Regions from separate parts of the Mus musculus genome. Here region 2 is linked to region 1. A link is a contact called in public Hi-C data. All regions are on one chromosome and are shown on one strand. The core of a region is the stretch at or near the end of the contact, and the rest is flanking DNA. Distances in the headings are between cores, read along the strand shown.

Region 1 (6,444 bases), core at 2,179-4,678:
GTGCCATGTTACATGGCTGTGTTTTACAAACAAACAAACAAACAAACAAACAAAAAAACAAACCCAAAAGGCTCGCGGTGAGGGTCGGGCAGAACACAAAGAAAGGAAGAGCAGACGCTGCCTGGAAAGAGGATGTCAAGACAGGGGATGGTACCGGAGAGTGTAATTTAATGCCTTTTTAAAAATTTATGTGAGTCTCTTGTTTTTCTCCTTGTCATCTGTGTTCTGAAGATAGAGAGTAAATCAGTGGCTTAATGACATTTGCAGGAAAAAAAAAATGACTGTAACCCAGTGTACCTGAAAGCTTATAATTTTCCTGGCCGGCCGTCTTGAGGTTTATTCCTTTCATTGCATTAAAAATGGAGACTAATTAAGGCAACTGGGGCTAGAGTGGGCCAAATTGGATTTTTCTTATGGCTTTGCCTTCGTCTCACAGAGTGATGTCATTAAACACCCGGGCTATGAAATGTGAAGGACAGCCTGTTTCCACCGCAGTATAGATCACGAAAGAATGCAAAGGTAATAGACCACAGAGTGCCGTAAAGCTTTAAGGAGTTTAAAAAAAAAAAAAAAACCTCTGCGGAGGCCATGCAGAACATGGGGGCGTGGGGAGGGGTTCTTCACTTTGTAAACGGACCTCAAGAAGGGGAGGAGAAGGTGGGTGGGAGAAGATGCCTTGCCAGCACCATACACACAGGCATTCTGCAGACGGTTTGATCTGGGTGCCTTCTGAGTGGCCAGCCATCATTCCTAGCCGTCAATATAGAATATGGACGTCAATATAGGGCACTAGGGTTGTCAAACTGCACACCTACTTGGCCGACTTACCCGGTCCAGGCGGCTTTTGAATCACCAGTTTATATTTTATGACCATTTAATATACATTTATGACTAAGAAACCCCTAGTGTGCTTTCAAAGTAACGATGTATTCATTAAATATGCTTACTTCATCTGTTTCCATGGGCACTGGGATTTGAGGGGTTAAGAGATATAGTCCACTAACAAAATTTGACTAATTAATGATGGTTAATTTTTGTTTGTTTGTTTGTCTTTATTTATTTATTTTTTACTTATTCGCTTTACATCCTACTCACTGACCCCTCCTAGTCACCCCTCCCACAATTCTGCCCCCATCCTCCACTCCCTTGTCTTCTGAGCAGGGGAGGCCCCCCCCTGAACATCCCCCCACTCTGGCACTTCAATTCTCTATGAGGCTAGGCACTTCCTCTCCCACTGAGGCCAGACAAGGCAGCCCAGCTAGAAGAACATATCCCAGATACAGGCAACAGCTTTTGGGATAGCCCCTGCTCCAGTTCTTCAGGACCCATATGAGGACTAAGCTGCACAGCTGCTACATATGTGCAGGGAGGCCTAGGTCTTGCCCATGTATGTTCTTTGGTTGGTGGTTCAGACTCTGAGAGCCCCAAGGGTCCAGGTTAGTTGCTTCTGTTGGTCTTCCTGTGGAGTTCCTATCCCCTAGGAGCTATAGTCCTTTCTCCTATTCTTCCATAAGAGTTCCCAAGCTCCATCCAGTTTTGTTTGTTTGTTTGTTTTGTTTTGTTTTTTACTTTTGGGAACTCCTGACAATGAGTATCGGGGAGTCTCTGACTCTTTTGCCTGCTTTTGGGACCCCTTTCCTCCTACTGGGTTGCCTTGCCCAGCCTTACTGTGAAGGTTTGTTCCAGATCTTATTGTATCTCGTGCTCTATTCAGTGACATCCCTGGGAGGCATGCTCTTTCCTGGGGGTGGGGATGGGGGAGGGAGATGGATGGGGTGGATCTGGGGGAGAGGAGAAGTGGGGAGGGGACTGGGAGGGGTGGAGGGAGGGGAAGCTGGAGTTGGGATGTATTGTATGAGAGAAGAATAATTAATTAAAAAAATCGAGTATACATAATAAGGTCAATTACAACATTTTATACATGTATGTAATATATTTAAACAGTCTCTCTCTCTCTCTCTCTCTCTCTCTCTCTCTCTCTCTGTGTGTGTGTGATGTTTAAGGACAGTAACCTTGAAGGAGGGATAATACCCAGAAAAGAACAAGATTCTGTGAAGTAAAATGAGATTAGTTTGGCTAGAATAGATTGGCGTTGTACCAGTCTTGTATTGTCTTGGATGCTAAGCTAAAGGTTTTAAACTTTTTTTTTTAATTATTAAAAAAAACATTTATTGAGATATCATTGACACAGAAAGAAAGCTGTACAAATTTAATATATACATCTTAGTGAAACTGGGCATACTTACATACCACGACACTTAGCACTACAACCAAGTCTACAAACATCCATTAACTTGTTTTTATAGACAGTGGGGGATATGAAAGGCTCGAAGCAAGGGGCTTGTATTATCCAAGGCTATTTTGTCATCAGCAACAGGGAAGCCAACTCGCCCTGGCTTAAACAGTCAAGCGAGTCTCTTGGCTTACATAATGGAAATGTCTGCATAGGTGCTGGCCTCAAAGAAAGCTTGATCTGGCAGGCCCAAACAAGGATGCAGAAAGCTGGAAGTCCAAGGTCTTGGTTGCTGTCTGTCTTAACTGCATCCTCAGTTACCACATAGTTCCTCCTTCCTGTCTGCAGCAACTCCAGGCCCAACGTGTCCCCTTCGGAGGAAGAATGACTTGTGATATTGTTTTGTTTGGCTCGGGTTTTGCACTTGTGGAAGAAGGCAGAAGCATGCTTTCCTGACAAATGCCCTTTGTGTCTCCAGGGCTAACATTGGGTTATTGGTTAGGTTGACTGGAAATCCAGATTTTTATTGGCCACCATAGCCTACCTCTGGAGCAGGAGGTAGGACAAATTCTGCCCCCCAGCTCCCAACATCAACTTGCAGAATGAAAGAGATTTCCTGAGAGGATTTTAAAGTGCTGCCAGCAGAGAAGAACTCTTGGGTGGTCAAGGAACAAATATCCACTAGTGGAAATAAAACTCCAAAATAATTACAAAGGTAGGTTTATGTGAAAGTTAGGGCACTTTCCTCTGACCAAAGAAGAGCAAACTATCCAGTCAGCCACTTTCTCAGCTTCCTGTTAACGGTGCACAGGTTCCAGCTTTTCTGTTTCAGAATCATCAGTCATCTTGTCTATAAAACCCAGGGTCATTTTCTCAAACAGAAAGAGTTCTTGAACTTGACAACAAAGGAATTTTTCTCCTGGAGATGCTAGTGTTTTTACAGAAGTCCTATTTGCACGTCCCAAGCTCATTTTACACTGACCAGCCAGGAGAAGGCAGCAGGTGTTCAGAATTCATGAGGAAAACTCGAACAGTTTGGAGGTGGACTGTCTTTGTGTGTGTGTGTGTGTGTTTAACTATTAGCTTTCAGTTGCCACAAAAGCAGATTTTGACATGACTTAAAGGGGGAGAAAGCAGCTACATACGTCATTCTCTATAGAAGTACGTATTTCCCCCCCTGTGCGGCTCCAGTTGCTGCAGACCGGAACCCAGTGTTAACTACAAAACTATCTGGCATAAATGAGGAGCAGGTCCAAGCAGCCTTCCAGATGCTTGGCTTCCTTCGGAGGAGTCACAAACTGTCCTTGTCATTTACAGTTCAACACCGCAGATGCAACTGTGAGGGCTTAGTCTATGTTGATCCCTTTCTGGATGAGAGGGGGTACGATACCAGGTGTTCCCCACCGGGCTTCCAACACAGGAGGCTCAACTTGGTCCACGCGCCCGACCACTTGACCCTCTGCCCGTGTACCAGTGCCCTAGCAAATGAATGTAGTTCTGGGATTGTGTGAAACCGGATGGACTGGAAGAAATCCGCCAATGAGAAAGGCTTGATGGAGGGAATATACCAAGTTCCCCAAAAGGCAAACGGGGCTGGAGTCAGTCCGTTATAAAGTACATCTGCGCTTAATGTGACTCTCTAACCCTACAAGGGTCCTCTGTATACTCCGAAAGCTTGCAGTTCACGGTAACAGGCTGAACCCTAATGCCTCTTGTCTGGAAAGGAAAATACAAGTTCATACCAGAAACAGAAAGAAAGCAAAGCAGGTCACCCACTCCCAGCTTGAGTTTATCTGTGCACGGGCAGCAACTGCTCTGTGAGTGTGCTATGCTAAGTGCTCTCCTCTGAGATGGAGGAGTGTTATTGATACTAAGACCAAAGCCTCCGGCTTTCAGTGAAAGCAGCACCCTCCCTCATTACCCAAGTAAATGGCATCCCATTCTGAAATGCAGCAACTGGCGTGCATTATACCGAGATAACATTACAGTGTCTGAAAAGACCCGATACAGATGCAAAGTGACATGAAGTGAAAAATGGTGAGTCGTTTATAGTGAGATAAATGAGCTTTAGGTAAGAGGGGTCAAGGCTGGGAACCACAGGAAGCCAGGAGGACAGGGAGGGGGTCTCTGAAAGGCCGGGATTAAGGATGTGGGCTTGGACCTGATTTTCCTCTTCCTTTCCCATACCTCCCCCTTCTAAAGTATTTGTTTTGGTAGTTTGAGTTTTTCCGGAGTAGTTTCTAAAGTATTTGAAACACAAAATGAGTATGAACAATTCTAACTTGACTTTCTGAAAGCTCACAGAACCATTCATGTTGAGAACGTGGATTGCTTTTCCTAAAGAGTCTGAACATATCTTTGTATTTCAGTAGCACCATCTTTACGTTGGAGTGTGCGTGAGGGGGTGTGCAGCTGAGTGTTGATGTGCAGGTGTGTCCTTACAGGAGAACAAGTGTGTGTGAATGTGTGGGTGGAGGCAAGAGGCCAACCTTGGGTATCATTCCTAGGTGCCATCTCCTTTGTTTCCTGAGACAGGCTATCACACTGGGACCTGGACATTGTCAATTATGCTGGCCCTCAAGCCCTTATACTCCCTAGGTTGCCCCTTAAGCCCTAGGGCCCGCCTTTCTCTGCCTCCACAGATTTTTACATAGGTGCTGAGGATTGAACTCGGGTCCTCATGCTTTTTAAAGAAGTACTTTAATAACTCATTTGTTTATTATTTATTATTTATTTATTATTTATTATTTTACTCTATTTCTAGGCTGGACTCAAACTCATAGTCCTCTCATCTTCACCTCCTGAGAACTGGGATTATGGAACACCATGATGCCAAGTTTTATGTCTCTTTTTCATTACAGTCCCTGTGCACACAACAGCAAGCAAGGTTCTGCAGCTCCTGCTGGAATCAGTGTCTTCAGCTGACCACTCCCCCCACTCCGTTCTAAACAGCGTCTTACTTAGAGTTTTGCTATTGTGAACAGACACTATAACTCAGGCAACTCTTATAAAGACAACATTTAACAGGGGCTGGTTACTGGTTCTGAGGTTGAATCCATTATCCATATGGCTTGAAGCATGGCAGCACCCAGACAGGCACGCTTGTGGAGAAAAAGCCACGAGTTCTGCATCCTGACCCGAAGGCAGTCAGAAGACTGACTCCCATGTGGTTAGGAGGAGGGTCTCATTGCCCACCCCCACAGTGACACACTTCCTCCAACAAAGCCATACTTACTCCATCAAGGCCACACATCCTAATAGTGCCACTCCCTGGGCCAAGCATATTCAAATCACCCCAATCAGTAAAAATAAGATTTGGGTACTTACTTCTTCTGGTGGTTTGTATCATATTTCCAAGTTTATTTCTCAATTCTTTGATTTAACTTTAGAGTTTTTTAAAAAATAGGTGTATGTGTATTTGTGTGGGGCTCCATGAGTTTATGTATATCACACACATATGGGTGTCCACTGAGACTCTAAGAGAGCTCCACATCCCCTGGACTTAGAGTTATAAGTGGTTGCGAGCACGGGTGATGGGAACCAAACCCAGGCTACTGCTAGAACAGCAAGTACCCTTAACCACTGAATCACTGCTCGCCCAAACTTTGGACTATTTACCAACTCTGGTAAGAAAAGTGTTGGTGTCTATTTGGCTCTCTTCCAGCTCTTCCTTCAGCTCCCACTGTTTATCAGTTAGATGAGAATTATCCGGTCTTTGATTATCCTTCCAAATATAATATAGTTGAGAGCAGACCTCCATATCTCTGAGTTCTGCATTCATGGATCAATCAGCTATGAACTGAAAATTTTAGAAAAAAAATTGCATGCATGCTGAAATGGACAGTCATATTAATTTGCTGCTGTTCTCTGAGCAGTACAACTAGTATTTATATAGAACTTGAGCCATGTCAAGTATTATAAGTCATCTGGAGATGGTTTAAATTGTAAGGTGTGTGCAGAGGTTATGCACAAAATGCACCCCACTTTGTATATGAGACGGAACTCTATAGGCTTTAGTGTCCTCAGGAAGGTATTAGAGTTAACCCCCTCTTAAGACTAAGGACAATTATATTCTACTTAATTTGGTGGGAAGGGAGCTTAGAAATACTATCTCATTATACTATCCATATTGACTCTGAATTAGTAATTGTCCTGCATTAGCTTGGACATTCCATGACCTCACCAAAAAGCACTACCTGCCAGGTCAAATA
Region 2 (6,444 bases), core at 2,628-5,127, 330 kb after region 1:
GTTTCTTCATCGGTGGACCCTCATCTTCACTGAGCCTGGTCCACTGCATCGGAGACATCGGAGCCGCCGCATACAGTGCTGATAAAACCTTTTAGGTCAGAACATTTGAAATTTGAGTTCTTTGAATTTGTTCTACTGTAGAGCAAATCTTCTGTTCTGAACACTTGCCTGCAGCTCTGTACATCTGCTCTTGATAGATTCTTTCACACCATTAAATTGTTTATTGATGGCTCTTCTTGCAGACGTTGTCACCCTGTTACTCCATCTTGCCGTGTTGGACACTGAATTCTTTTTAATGATTTAACTATGAAATCTGGGAGTAGGTGGGCACATGAAACAGATGTAGTTTCAGTCATTCTCATGACGAACTTTAAAATAAGAGTTGTGTTTGAGCGTGCTCTGTCCTGTTTAAACTTGAGGATTCTAGCTTTTGTGATACAACTTTGAAGATGGTGTTTTCTGTAGGAGGTGGGCTATTCTGCACGTTAGCACTCATTCAGAGGATGCATAGCTTCCAGAGTAATTGAAGCTCTTGTTCATGAATATGAGGACCTCAATTCTTTCAGCTTTGCAGGAGGCAGAGTTAACTGCACCAAAATCAGCCACGAAGGATCTCATGTCTACTTAGTTATTTACTAAACAGCACATTTGTACCCCGTGGCTACACAGGTTATCTCACTTTGACATAGTAATGTGGGAAGATAGAGAAATATAAGAAAAATTTCTGGGCTTGAGTGAATTTATAGTTAACTATATTTTTCCCATGGAGAAAAAAAAAAGAGACAGTATTTGATAATTTTCTTAAAATGACAGCTTTGCATGTATCTATAAGCATTTGGAAAACAGTATTCTTCCATGTTTAAACTTTTTCTTCCATTATTATGTGTGCACGCATAATGTCTGTGTGGACACTGTGCCATGTGTCTCCCATGTGGATCTGTAGATTGAACCTGTTTAGCAATCTTGCACAGCAAACACCTCCTTGCACAGAAGCACGTTTTCTATTTAACAAGATATCACCGACCTATGGGTGAAAGTACTGAAGCCAGCGAATACTGTTCCTGGTCATGAACATAGCGATTTTGCTGTGTGCCCTATAGGGGAGCCGCTCATGGCTGGTCCTGCATTTTAGAAGCTGCTGGTTGCCTTCTCAGCACTTCATTCACAGATGCAGCCCGAACTACATAAGGTCTACTATATTCCTTCAGTCATTCATCAGGAGTAAGAAAATATTTCAGACTGAGGTGTAGGAAGTAAAAAAGGAAAGGGTGTGTGGATCACTCAAAACTGACTGTAACTTCCTTCTAGGTCTTTAGAAATTTATTTACTTGTCATGGAAATGCGACTTGGTAGAATACTTGCCTAGCATGTATGCGTGTACACGGAATGGGCACACACACATACACATACATGAACACATGCACACACACACAAATGCACACACACACACACACCTGAGCCAGCACACTCCTTGCATGGTGGCACATGCTTATCATTTCAGAACCCCAGAAGTGAAAGTAGGGGCATCAGAAGTCACTGTTCCCTACCTTTGTTACACGGGCAGCTTCAAGCTAGCCTTGGCTGCATGAGAACCTGTCTCAAAAAGAAGAAAGAAGTATTTTACCCAAATGTTCTACATTTTATGCTGGACTTTCTCTACTCTGATAACAGCTCTCACCCCTTCTCTGTAATAGCTATACTATCCACTCTGTGGCTACAACACTGTGTTTTAACTCAGAACTAGCTGAAAGGTTTGATAACAGAAACGCATTTATTCCCGTCCTGGAATTTACATTGAGATGAATTGGTAGATAACAAGAATTTAGAATTAAGATATCACTGCTTATGAATTAGAAGTTCAAAGTTTATCAAATTCTGAACACAAGAAGTTGAAAGTGCTCTTTGATACATAAAAGTGCTGTGCTTCGGGACCTTCAGCAGGACGGAAGATAGCCTGTAGCGCTCTGGGACTTCTTGTTTGAATCGGTTCTTCCCAGAAGAGTGAAGTAGTGGGAGTGTACCCCTCTGTCCCATCACTGTGGACCTGGTAGATTCTAGGCAGGCAGATGAGAAAACTTCAAATGTTTCTTGTAAAGTCCTTGGAAAATTTTAATTTGAGCATTTAGCTTAATTTAGTTTCTGAAATACACAGTGGCATAAAATAGTAGTAGACACATGGTGGTAGGACCCAGCTGGCCCCAATGCTCTGGTTTCCTGCAGTTCACAGGATATGCTTGATGTCACATTGCTCGAAGCATGGGTAATACTTCTAACAAAGGTTCAAATAATAACACATTTTACAATTTGACGCTCCCACTTGGAAGCATGGTGATTCTCTGTGCCACAGCCTACTTTAGCTCCCACCTGTTCTTGGCGGCTATCATGCTCTTTCATCCTGTGGTAGCAGTTTGGAGGGGCTGTGATCAAACGATGACTTACAAGTTCACATATCTCAAGCTATTAGTAACGTGTCTCAAACATCTAATGCCATGGATTCTGTGAATATTTGTTGCTGCAGTGGTCATTGCAGAGTGTAGCTCTGAAGATGCTTGGTAGCCAAAAGAAACTGACACTACTAGGAGGGTTGCCTGCCTGGTGGTGAGTTCTATAATTTGAAAAGAAAATATTTTCACTCTTCATTATTTGATAACCTTCATTTGCTAGCAACCTCCATTTTTACCCTCAAAATAATGCAAACAAGATTCACATTCAGTGTTCTAGCTAGTCTTAGGTTTAGGCAGTTCTTTAAAGTTCGATTAAAACAAAAACCGATGTGGAGAACCATTTTTCTGCTGCCTCCAGCAGCAGCAGCAGCAGCAGCAGCAGCAGCAGCAGCAGCAGCAGCAGCAGCAGCAGCAGCAGCTGTTTCTCTTTAAGTTTCTAATGCGTGGAAGGCACTTTAGTTCTGTCCGGAGGTCCCACAGACATTACCCATGAACGAAGAGCAGGCTTAATACGCCTACCCTGCCTGTTGTGTGAATCCCAACAGGAAAGGAAGCCCTTTCCTGACAGGCAGAGAAGACCATGGCTTCCTTTGGCTCCTGTTTCTGTTTCTCTCTGGATCCTGAGGAAATAGAAGTTCCTGCTCTTGTTTGGGGAACTTCTCTCCATGGTATCCTTATCTCACGCTATCGGCAAGAATCTTATAAGTGAAAATTCACTCAATGGAGTTTTATTTTAAGTCTCAGAGTGGTGCCTGTCTTCCTTCCGTCCACATGTGTCCTTTACCTGTGGCAGGCAGCCATGGACCTGAGTGGGTGGCCTTCAGGCCTGCAGGGTAGTGGTTGTGCTTCCTGGAGAAGGTAGCAAGGAATTTTCCAGATTCAGAGTACCTTATACAATGAAAGGTGTTTTATATCCGTGAGGTCACCCTTCACCTTCTGCACATGACTCTCAGAGGTCAGCGGCATTCTGCCCTGGCCCCTGGCCCCTGTTTGGGTTGAATTCCAGCCAACAAGTCTCCAGCCTACAGGAGAATTTGAGATTTTTCTCCCTCCCTCATTTCTTCTGTTTTGTTCTGTGTAAACAGTTCCTGCCAAAGTAACATAGACAAATATAGCAGAGAATGCTTTTCTGGAAGATGCATGCTCCCAAAGCATTTTTTAACCATTTTTGGGAAGAATTGATCGTTCTGTGCGTTTCAGACAGACTGAAAGAGGCGGGGAGGCTGTTGCTATAATGGAAGTGACATCATACATTATTGCCCCATTGATCCGCTTTTAGTCTCCAGCCAGGATAAAAGGAAATGGCACCAGGGAGGAAGCATGCTTCATTTAGGCTCAGATCCCAGAGTGATAATGGGGTAATAATAGAACTCACGCCACTGTCAGTCTGTGGCTGCATTAGTCTCAGGCTCTCTCCGTCTGGAGCCACACTGACTTCCTTCCCCATACAGCCACTGCTGTGCGCCAGCTGGGCGGCCAGGGAGGGGCTCAAGGGCTCCCCTTGGCCTTCAAGGCATGCCAGCTGCAGTCCTGATGTTTGTGCCTGGGGAAGCTTCGTGGTGAGACTTGTCTTGTCTGTGGCATTCCTAATCCGGGAGGTAAGTCTGCTCTTCTGCATTGTGTTGTGCTAATGGAAGAGAAAGCAGGGGCTGCAGTTGTGTGGATGGATTGTCCTCTGGGAGGGAGCTCAGAGTGACATCCATCCCTGCCCCCACCCACTCCCACCCCTGACTCCTGTAAAGACACTCGGGCTCCTACAAGAGCCCAGGGTTGGTTTTCTTTGTGCTGCTTTTACATGGGTCAGGGCTGGGGGTTAGAAATTTCACACTTTCTCTTCAAGAAACTTTAAAACTTCAGACTTGTGCCGCTTTCCTCAATTTCTAAGTCGTGAGGGTGGGGGCAAACGAAGTTAACTTTTTTCTTTGTGTATTTCTTCAAAATTAACAACTATGAAATCTTAAGTGTTAATGGCAAGAGTACAGATTTCCACCGTCGTTAATAACGCTTGCACTTGATTTGCTTCCCGTTACATACTGCTCCGTGTGTTCATTTGAGTAAGTTTTACAGGGCTGTGCTGTTGATTTTAAGTACCTATCTGATTTGGGCAGCTCATAGCCTTATTTTGTCTTGCGTTTCCAAGGCAGATGCATTTTTGCAAGGCCTTCTCTACGGGAAATAATAACATATATCATTGTTTATGAAAAGAAAGAATTTTCTCTCCTTTTGCAACTGAATGGTGGGTGTCAGTCTCACAGCAGGCTGGTCTTGTAATATATCACGCCGGCTTCCCTGGGGCCCGGATGCTCAGGGACACTGCTGTTTTTTCTTGATGACTCCATAGTACATCTGACACCCTCTGTGTCCCTTGCAGTACCTCCGTGATAGCACACAGATGGACCCAAAGTTATGTGAAAGTTCATTTGACTTCCCTGTGAGTGGAAGTGGGATGTCTCCTGTGCCTGCTGCCAGGACAGCCCACTGGCGGCACAGCACTGCCTCCCAGCACATTTGCAAGTACTTGAGATCGTTCAGTCACTTTGCAAGCATTTATCGTGTATTATTTCTTTTCTGCTGTAGGGTGGCTCGACAGGGAGCAAATATGTATTTTACAAAGACGTTCACTCTATTAAAATATTTTTCCTTTAACATATCCTCTTTTCAAGTCTTTAATCCTTTTTTTGTGATATAATATTTACTTGTGAATGAATGATAGTTTTATTAAATGTGGCTGAAAACAGCATTAGGTCACAGATTTGTCTTTCTTCATTGTTTAGAGACTACATTTTCCCATGGATTGGAGAACCAGGTGGCGATAGGTTGTTTACTAACAGAGTGCTTCCTCTCAGTCCATTCTACAAAGACCAGACTAGCACAGTTCTTCCCGCATTAGGAAGGAATGTTCAGCATGGCTGTGCCTTGTGTCCTGCCTGCCTCTGAACAAGCCTGCTCTTGCACGAGAGTGTCTGTACCCTACTGAATGGAGGAGGATGGATTCCTTGGAGGGGTGTGTACCCTCACTCTTTCCTGCCTTTTAATTAGAGCCAGATAAACTTGGGAAACAGCCCTAAAGGTTTGAGTGCATATGCACTCCCCCTCCAGCCCTCCCTCCCATCTCAGTTGTCCAACTTAAATCAGGGGGCTTAGCTCTAAATGTTTCCATTGCCTCAATTTTGTGACAACAAAAGCTTTCCGTGATCCTTTCGATTCTGTTCGTGTGGGGTTGTGAGCTTTCTGCTTGGAAGAAAAACACTGCGCAGGTGTAGATCCACTTGGGCTCCCATGTTAGCAAGTCGCAGACTTTTAAGCTGGAGTTGTGTTCAGTGACTTAACCCAGGAGGGATACTCAGGTTAGGCATATGGGTGACTTTAGCCACTGACTGCCACAGCAAAACAAGAGAAGCAGTGAGGTGGCTAGAGGTAAAGGGGCCTTAATTGGGGCCCGAGGGAAAACACTGCGCAAGAGGGTGTCTAGCTTGGCCTTTGGACAAAGCGTGTATTTTAGGGCAAAAAGGAGAGGCATGAGGAGAGAAGCTGAAAAGTTAATGTCTTTTGAGTAATAGAAATTGGCAGTTAAAATCATGGTATTAGTAGGCACCCTCTGATGACCTAGTGTTGGCCTCCAGAAATTTGGTTTGCTTAGAAGGAATTATCAGGCATAGTTAGGGCTGAAGGGGTGCCCAGTGTAGAGAAGGTGGAATTTGTATAGAGTTGTAAAACCCTGATATTAGCATGAAGCTTTTTCAGTCAGTACAGGCGTTAGCTTTAGCTTTCTCTCCACTCTGCTGTTGCGGGGTGAGATGGCTGTGGGGGGAGGCGCTCCCAGTGAGCTCCGCACCTGTTTGTTCACAGGCACGTCATTTTATGTTTGTATCACACGCAGACTTCTCCCTCTCACTGCCCTTAGCTGCTGTCCCACCGATTTGGGTATTAGGAGTGAGAGTAACTATGTGCTTAGGTGTCTGTGCTATTGTGCTTGTCTGCAACCTATAAAGTGTGTTAT

The links. A called contact is a pair of places that touch in the nucleus more often than the background predicts.
Region 2: a contact with region 1 is called in a Hi-C map of muscle stem cells, with 2.1 times the contacts expected there. The contact joins two enhancer-like sites. A contact is called at or near these places in 5 of 484 Hi-C or Micro-C datasets (MC3T3-E1-derived osteoblasts, bone marrow-derived macrophages, cortical neurons and 2 more), 5 of 115 datasets of contacts at active chromatin or transcription factors (acute myeloid leukemia, craniofacial prominence, embryonic stem cells and 2 more) and 2 of 9 other capture datasets (adipose tissue and pancreatic islet).

Annotation. Positions count from the first base shown.
Region 1 is chr13:62,941,058-62,947,501 of GRCm38.p6, forward strand. No RefSeq gene overlaps it. Among named protein-coding and RNA genes, the nearest start is that of Aopep, 21 kb to the right of the region's middle. Within about 2 kb of position 3,429, at least 25 of the 459 cell types and tissues checked have an H3K27ac peak or open chromatin away from gene starts, as enhancers often do. A contact at or near this core is called in acute myeloid leukemia and muscle stem cells, where this site is marked.
Region 2 is chr13:63,275,149-63,281,592 of GRCm38.p6, forward strand. All of the region lies in intron 13 of Aopep (aminopeptidase O), which reads left to right. Among named protein-coding and RNA genes, the nearest start is that of Gm16907, 19 kb to the right of the region's middle. Within about 2 kb of position 3,878, at least 194 of the 459 cell types and tissues checked have an H3K27ac peak or open chromatin away from gene starts, as enhancers often do. A contact at or near this core is called in acute myeloid leukemia and muscle stem cells, where this site is marked.